2 separate regions of the Oryzias latipes genome follow, and region 2 is linked to region 1. A link is a contact called in public Hi-C data. All regions are on one chromosome and are shown on one strand. The core of a region is the stretch at or near the end of the contact, and the rest is flanking DNA. Distances in the headings are between cores, read along the strand shown.

Evidence for each region. Hi-C and Micro-C count contacts between places; a contact is called where the count stands out from the background.
Region 2: a Hi-C map of embryo shows a contact between it and region 1, with 1.6 times the contacts expected there. The contact joins the promoter of pomc here to the promoter of LOC101165707 in region 1. A contact is called at or near these places in 2 of 5 Hi-C or Micro-C datasets (embryo and fibroblasts).

The regions. Positions count from the first base shown.
Region 1 is chr2:10,798,147-10,802,169 of ASM223467v1, reverse strand. It overlaps LOC101165707 (fas apoptotic inhibitory molecule 1-like), which reads right to left and starts at 1,325. Exons shown (of 4, transcript XM_004066489.3): 1 at 1,093-1,325; 2 at 323-551; 3 at 90-139. The coding sequence starts at 1,209. LOC101156149 (ras-related protein O-RAL) reads right to left here. Exons shown (of 5, transcript XM_004066455.3): 5 at 3,280-4,023. The coding sequence ends at 3,948.
Region 2 is chr2:10,967,841-10,971,758 of ASM223467v1, reverse strand. pomc (pro-opiomelanocortin) reads right to left here and starts at 1,999. Exons shown (of 3, transcript XM_004066456.3): 1 at 1,879-1,999; 2 at 1,006-1,125; 3 at 15-671. The coding sequence starts at 1,122. The coding sequence ends at 150.

The DNA.
Region 1 (4,023 bases), core at 76-2,575:
ACGCAACAACATGCTTTAGTTTTGAGCCTTAAACAAACTAAAAGGATTTTTATTTGACAATTTTTCCTGTATTCAGAGTGGTGTCTCACCCTTGTTTCCATTTTCTGTCCGTTGCACCAAACGTCTACAGTGTCCTTTTCTGTGAGAACAATAAAACATTTTACAAATTTGAATGCATCTAACATTTGCAATGTGTTGTTTTATCCACTGAAACCTCTCTGTTCCATTTAAAAAAACAATTTTACCTGTGTAACTCCTCAAGATTTCAGAGAATAACTGCAGCTGTAGACTCACATAACTGGTAATGTAAAATGAGGCTCACCAAGGACCACCCTGTAGTCCGTCCCGTCCACCTGGAACACCCAAGTCTTTGTGGTCTTGGCTCTGTCGTCTACGAACTTCTGCAAACTCTTCCCATCAATGTCCAGCGAGTATTCATAAGCAAAGCCGCTGACAGCTTCTATGTTAATGGTGGCTTTGATGTTGGTACTGCCGATGGTAAAGGTTTCCTTTCCAACCAGTTTGAACATCCAGTCTTTTTTTACAACTTCCTGTTAAAAGACCACATTCAGACGATGAAAGCCTTTATAATTGCAATCAAACAATCAAAAGTTATGAAGTATCTTATTTAGTGGCTTACAATTAAGCAAATATGTGAAGAAAAAAAAATAATGACTAAAAAAAAGTGAAAAAACTTCAAACTTTTACCGTTTTAAAGAACCAAAGAGATAAAAAAAATCAAGTTAGCATCTTAGCTTTTACTTTGAAAATGCTTGGCTAAATATATATTTTTTAAAATTATATTAATTTAAACTGTAATTTCAAACTCAGTGCAGGCTATGATAATTTGAGTTCTGTTTGTATCAGCAGGTAGCATAGGTGTGCCTCAGGGCTCAGATGTAGGACCCACATATCTTTTTCAGCAAAATCACAGATAAAAGCCAGAAAATTACATTTTTTTGGTTACAATATATCTCTAAATTTGTTTGGTGCAAATATCTGACACTTCATTAAAAGGTTAAAGTTCTATTCACCTTTTTTATTTAATTCTACAGCTACATATTCAAATGTGTCTACCATACTCGCTCTTACCTTCCCGTTCACATAAATAATTCGTTTCCCTGTGGTGGTTCCATGCGCAAATTCAATCCTGTACACTCCATCGCTTAGGGCTATATCCCACACAGCTACCACGTCTCCCCCCAGCATGTCTGTTTATGCAGGGTATCGGTTTGGGGGGGTCACAAGTGAAGCTTATGCCCGCCCTGGTCCCAGCTGGTTCTGCCGAAGTGGTTGCCGCTTCAGCAAGAGGAGCATTACTGTAAGAGGCTTACATGAAAACGCTAGTAATGATCAGGATCGGGTTGAGGGTCATCCTTTAGGAGGCAGAGCCTGTCTCAAGCTTTCAACATATGACAGAGGGACTTTTAATTTGAAAGTACTCACATTTATTAAAGGTAAACTTCAAAATCCAAGTAAACATATGTAAGATTTTTGAATGAAAAGTAGAAAATTTTAACAGTGTCATGCCACATATAAATTAATTGATAAAAAGGAATCATTTTTATTTCTAACTGACTCAAATGATCATGAAAGTGAAACAAAATCACGCCATTTATGCCCCATCAAAATTTTGCATTGTTTTCTTTTATTAAAAGGCTACATTTCTTAAGTTAGGTAACATTTGTTAATCACATCTGAATTTACTATTTATTATCCCTACTTGGAAATTTTATTTTAAGTGAGAGGAAGCTCTCATCCTAAATTGACACACCAAGCGACTTCTTCCCATGAAAAGTCTATGGAAACACACATTTCGGGGCTTCTGCTTTCAAAACTCTTGCGGTCACGTGTCGTTGTGCACACTTTTAAGACAGTTTCCGGGTTCTACGTACAAAAGGGACTCGGATTTGGTAGTGACGTATGGATGGCGTCGCTTTTAATTCATGGAAGTTCCAACTGTTTGAAAATTGATCATGGAGGGGAAAATAATAGCAGATTGTGCTCGGCTGGACTTCTACAACACCAAGTCTTTCATATATTGGAATAAAGCAGAGAATGAAAAAGCCTGGAGCCACATTTTGACCTTTTGCACTAAGAATCTTCCAACTGTAGGTGGCAGATATGCGCTAGTCAACAGTGGAAACAGAAGTTCCTCCCTGCTTGTCCAGTGTGAAGAACATGGGCTACATGTTTGTCTATGAATGCACCAAACCCGCATTAATATTTAATGATCTGCAAAGCGTACCTAATAGTACGTCACTGGGATTTGTGCATATTAAATGACAGACTAAAAATGCTTTTGTTCAGTTTTTGTTCTGGTTCACCTTGAATTTTCTTGTTTTTGTGTTGTATTTTATTGTAACTCAAGCGGTGACCTTCTTGTGACGGGGTTGGAAGATTGACACTGATTTATCAGTTTGATCTCTGCTGATTGGCAAACTTGTTTGTCTTGACAGACAGGAGGAAGTCTGTTTGAAAGTTTCATTGATCTCACAAATGTCTATCATAAAAAACAATTAGAGTTCATCTGATTCTTGCTTTTGGCTTAAAAAAACTGTTCTCATTTTAAAGGTTTCTGTTCGCAACTTGATTCTTGGATAAAAAAAAAATCTTTGTGCCACATTCTAAGGTTTTTCTTAACCCTTGTGCTATCCAAGAACTTTACCATTGGGAGTGGGGTCATCTAGACCCACTAGACAGTGCTCTGAACCTTTCTTCTTCAATGATTTTTTATCTTCACTGGTGTCCATGGATTACATGAAATCTTTCCACCTTTGTCATGGTAGGGAGAACACGTCAAAGTAAGGGTGGGGTCATCTAAGATGGCACAAGGGTTAATGGCACATATAAGCAAATGATTCTTGTTGAATTGTAGTGCCACCTGCTGGTCATATGATAATCTGCTCAATGTCAGGATTTCTTCTCTTTTAAAAACTGTCTTTTAAACTTTTGCTTTTCTTTTGAAAACTTCACTTAAAAATTTAAAAGAAAAACAATGAAATACAATTATAATATCAAACCTTTTCACTTATAAATTCAGGGATTTTGGGATCAAATGAAAAGTTTGCCAACATAAAACAAAAAAGTACATTTTAATACTTACAAAAGTATTTTAATAAATATTACTAAAGGTTTTAATCACTAAAAATATACGTATTTTTTTCCTGATGTCAGAAAATATATATAGTATAAATATATTGACATTGTTTTGTATATGTACTGATGCTGAAATAAACACATTTCAAAGTGAAATAATTTACACAGGGATAATACATAGTTTGATTTGTACAGATTATTTAATCCAAACAATTGACAAAAAATTGCACATGGAAAATCACAAACTGCTTGGTTTCGTCAGAACATATTTTTACATTTTTGGCAAATTATTATCATTTTAGGATTTCCTGCAGAAAAGCATGTAAAACAGGAGGTCCTTTCAAAGTAAAAGCATTCTTTTTGGACAGTTTTTATTCCCCTAAGAGGGATACAAAAAAAAAAAGACAATGACAAAAAACAAAAAGAAGAGCCTTTTGTTGCCTGTGAGTGATTTCAAGCAGCATCAGGTATGAGTGTGTTTATTATAAAGAAGGCTCCCAAGAAGCCCAAACATCATAAATAGGAGAAAGCTGTGCAGAGAAACAGGATTTAAAGAACAAAATTCCCTTTGAATGTTGATACTAAATGATGTTTAGAGGGAGAAGCTTGTGTGAAGCAAGTGTTTGATACTAGCAGTGAGGCCTTTAGGAATGTGACGACACGCCTAATGTGAAGAAATCGCTCGTTCAGTTTGTAGATTCCTACAAATTTAGGAAGCAGCCCTTCTTCCCCGAAACTTCCTGTCTTTGATTCTGAAAAGAGGAAGCAGAGACGGAGGCGTCGCGTGCCTTTGAGGTTGGTGAGGAGAGTCGGGTCAGTCTGTCGCTTTTGCTGCACCTCTGGCGCCACTAAAGGATGCGACAGTGCTTCTTCTTCTTCCGACCGCTCGGCCCGTTTTTGTCTTTGGTCTCCGATTTTTTCTTC
Region 2 (3,918 bases), core at 750-3,249, 170 kb before region 1:
TGTCGCCAAAACACTGCAGTTTCAGAGTCTTTTATTGGGAACAAAAGAACCAATGAGAACTCTTTGCTGCCTGCTGATTATTTATGGCAAATCCCCCCCCCCCTTTTGTGTTTTGACTTCTCCTTTTTCTTTTCTTTTTTTCTGGAATCTCACTGCTGCTCGTCCTTGTTGATGATGTTCTTGAAGAGCGTCACCAGTGGTTTCTGGCGATCCTCCTCCCAGCTCTTCATGAAGCCGCCATAGCGTTTACTGGCGGGAGGGCCGCTCCAGCGGAAATGCTTCATCTTGTAGGAGCCATCCTTCTTCTCCTGCAGGCCAGCCAGGAGATGCTGACGCTCCTCCTCCTCCTCCACCTCCTCCATAGCCCTCTCCTCCTCCTCCGCTGCAGCCGCCAGCAGCTCATTGGCCAACTCCCGCCTCCTCATCTCACCTGGGAAAACCTCAGAGGACTCCTCCTCCACTCCGTTTGGGGTGTAGACCTTGACGGGGCGACGTTTGCGCCCGACGGGCTTGCCCCATCGGAAGTGCTCCATGGAGTAGGAGCGTTTGGTTTGAGGGGATGGAGAGATGAAAGAGAAGGGATCTGAGGGAGGTGGAGGCTGGAGGTGGGAGCTGCCTGGGATGAGGGGGGTCTCGGCGGTGAGGTCAGAGCGGCAGAGCTGGAGGCACTCCTGGAGTAAAAAGATGAGATTGACAGTCAACTGAAGGTGTTAAAACAGCAGATGTGTTTTTGTAATGGGAGATGTGGATGTTGAGTTTAAAGTGCTTATCACATTTTCCTAAAGAAAAACCTATTTTTGGGTCAAAATTTGCACTTTATTTTACAGATTCTCAAACCCCTTAAATCTGAATTATTGGTAAATGTAGGAAGAATTAACCAACAGAGAAGTCGAGTCAAAAAATTCTGTTTTGACTCCATTTGAAGCAACAAAACAGCTGAACTGTGGATGAAAATGATCAGGAAATGCAGATTCTGCTTATTGTTGCTTTGACCGTCTTCTGTACCGTCATGCTGCTCTCAGAGTCCAGCTCCTGGCAGCTGGAGTGCTTCCAGCATTGGCCGACTGCTCCTTCAGCCCCACCGACAACCACCACGGCCACCAGCAACCAAACGGTATACATCCTCTGTGAAGCAAAAAAAAAACACAATCCCACTCAGTTTTGGAGTTTTAAAATCAATTTTTATGTAGATTAGTTATCTTTTGGGGTTAATTTTTTTTTCAATTATACTCTTCTTTTATTGTTTACATTTCATTTTTTAAGTAAAAACCACAGGTTTTGGAAGTAATTTGACAAGAAAAAAAACACATCTTTGTTTTTAATATATGTTAAAAAAACAGTGGTGGCCACAAATCTGACTGAATAAAAACAAAATCAAAACATTGATATATTATTTTAGCACCTTGTTTTGGCACCGGTTATATCATTTTTTTAACCTTTTTTTTATTTATTCAATCACAAAGGTTACACGTTGTCACAAAAATTAAGAAAAGTATATCTAAAATCAAATATTTAAACTTTTTAAAAGACCTAAAACAAGCATGTTAAGAAATTTACATTTCACCATTTTACCTTAATAATATTATTAGATGATGCAAAATTATTGTATTAATATATGTATTTTGGAGATCAGATTGGAGAATTAACAAATAAAAATAAAATATTTATTTAAGTTTCATATATTAAGCACTTTGTTTTCTTAACCTCGAATATTTAACACTGGTCTTAATTTTTTTTTTAAAATCTGCTCTGATTTAGAAACTGTTAGTTAAAAATTATTAGTAATTTAGTAATTAAGTGAAGTAAAAAGGCTGTAAAACTTTAAAAATACAACTTTTTTTTACATTTTCATTATAAAGTACAATAAAATATTCTCACCCCTCCTTATAGTTTCTTTGTCTCTCCTCTTCCTCTTATTGCTGCTGCTTTCTGTTTTGTTTAGCCGCCGGATGAAGATTTCCCTTGATCCTCTTCTGCTCTGATGCTTCGAGCAGAGTTGGACTTTTATATTCTGCTGACCAAGGACGCACACACATGCGTGAACACACACACGCATACACAGATGACGTGTGCATGGGTTTGCGGTCAAAAACGCACACAAAAAATCAATAAAAAATGTCCCAGATCCACCCTCGTCCATTCACTGCACACACACGGATACAAGCACACACACATGAAGACCTGCCTTCATTTTTTTTTTCTATTTTGTTTTCTCGATTTTTAGACAAAACAAATGTTTTCAGAATTTATGTTTGTCTTTAACATCACAGATTTTTTGGTCACTTTTAATTGTAAAAAGCACAAATGGAACAGAAAACAAACACATCTAAGCTACAGCAGCTAAAACTCATCAGTTTAAATCTGCGTGAAAGCGCCTCGCCGCTGCTGTTGTCTGTGAAATGTCAGGCAGCAGCTTCTGCAGCTTAACACCCAGGTGGGATTTCGTCAAAGTCGCGGGTCAGGGTGTACAGTCACACACCCACAAAGCTGCGCTGAGCGGCATCTCTTTGTCCAGGGTCCGGGTGGCCCTAATGCTGAATCAGTGGAGAGTTCATCTGATTTCATGGAGCAGCTGATGAAGAGCAGCCACATTTTCCATCCAGGACACGCTTCCCACAGCTCCTTATAATCAGTGAAAAACATGTAGATGCATGGCTGCTCCCCTTCTGTTAATAAAACAGATCATCTCCAAACAGCTTGATGTTCCTGTTACTTAAGCTTATTAAATATACTGTGAGTTTAAGGTCAGCAGCACTGTAGCCAACGTCCATGGACATGGCTGCAGAAGGATATTTTTATTTAATCTTCATTCAACTGAGAAAGTCACATTTAGATAAATTTTGTAAAGTGGTCCTGAATGTTTGAAAAAATATTGAAAAGATGGATCAATCTCTGGGCACTCCAGACTCCAAACACATGCTTTATAGATTGATTGGTTACTCTAAAGTGTCCCTAGGTCTCTAGGTGTGTGAGTGTGAGTGCGACAGACAGGCACCCTGTCCAAGGTGTACCCCGCCTTCATCCAACAGTACCTGAGACAGTTTCCAGCAACGCTGTGACCCCAAAAGGAATGAGGCAGGTTGAGGAAATGGTTGGATGGATGGATGATCATCTTTGGATCTATTATAAAAGCGTTCCCTGTGGTCTTTCAATTAAAATGATGGTGTTTTTAGGCAAAATCTAAAAATCTGTCATTTTTAAGACATCGATTATGCAGAGCAGCAAGAGTTTATTAGAAATTCACTCCTCCCCGCCCGCCCCTTTTAGATTTGTTGATTTTATTGTCAGAAGATTCCTAATCCCAGGACAGGACAAATAAAAAAAAAGAAAGAAATAAAAAAAAGAAAGCAGGTGGAGAACCATCTAGAGAGGTCAGCTGCAGCATCTGTGTGTAAATGACAGGAACTCAAGAGGTGGAGAAGGTGGAGGGCTTTAAAGACTTAGGAACAACAGTTAGAGCAACTTCCGTTGAGGAAAGGCTAAAGAGGCGTGTGCAAGCAGGGTGGAACTATTGAAGGGGAAGGTTTCAGATATGATGTGTGAGAAAACAGGGTCAGCAAGCGTGAAAGGAAATGCTGGGGTGAAAGCAGCCATGCTCTCACCTCAGGGGTTGCAGGGGTGCCCCAATCCAGGACTCAAGGGCCGGTGTCCTACATGTTTTCCAATCAACCTGCCATTGAACCTTATTGGCTAAACCCACCTGCCCCAGGTAATAGATAAAGCCAGTTTTCTGGAAAACCAGCACGAGTCCTGGATTTGGGGACCCCTGGACTTTAGAAATTTTGATAAGGAGACGAGAGGCTGAGCTGGAGGAAGCAGAGATGAAGATCTACCTGGGAGTGAACAAAGTGGATAAGATAAGGGATGAATCCATCAAAGGAACAGCTACTGTTAGTTGTTTTTAAGATAAATGCAGGG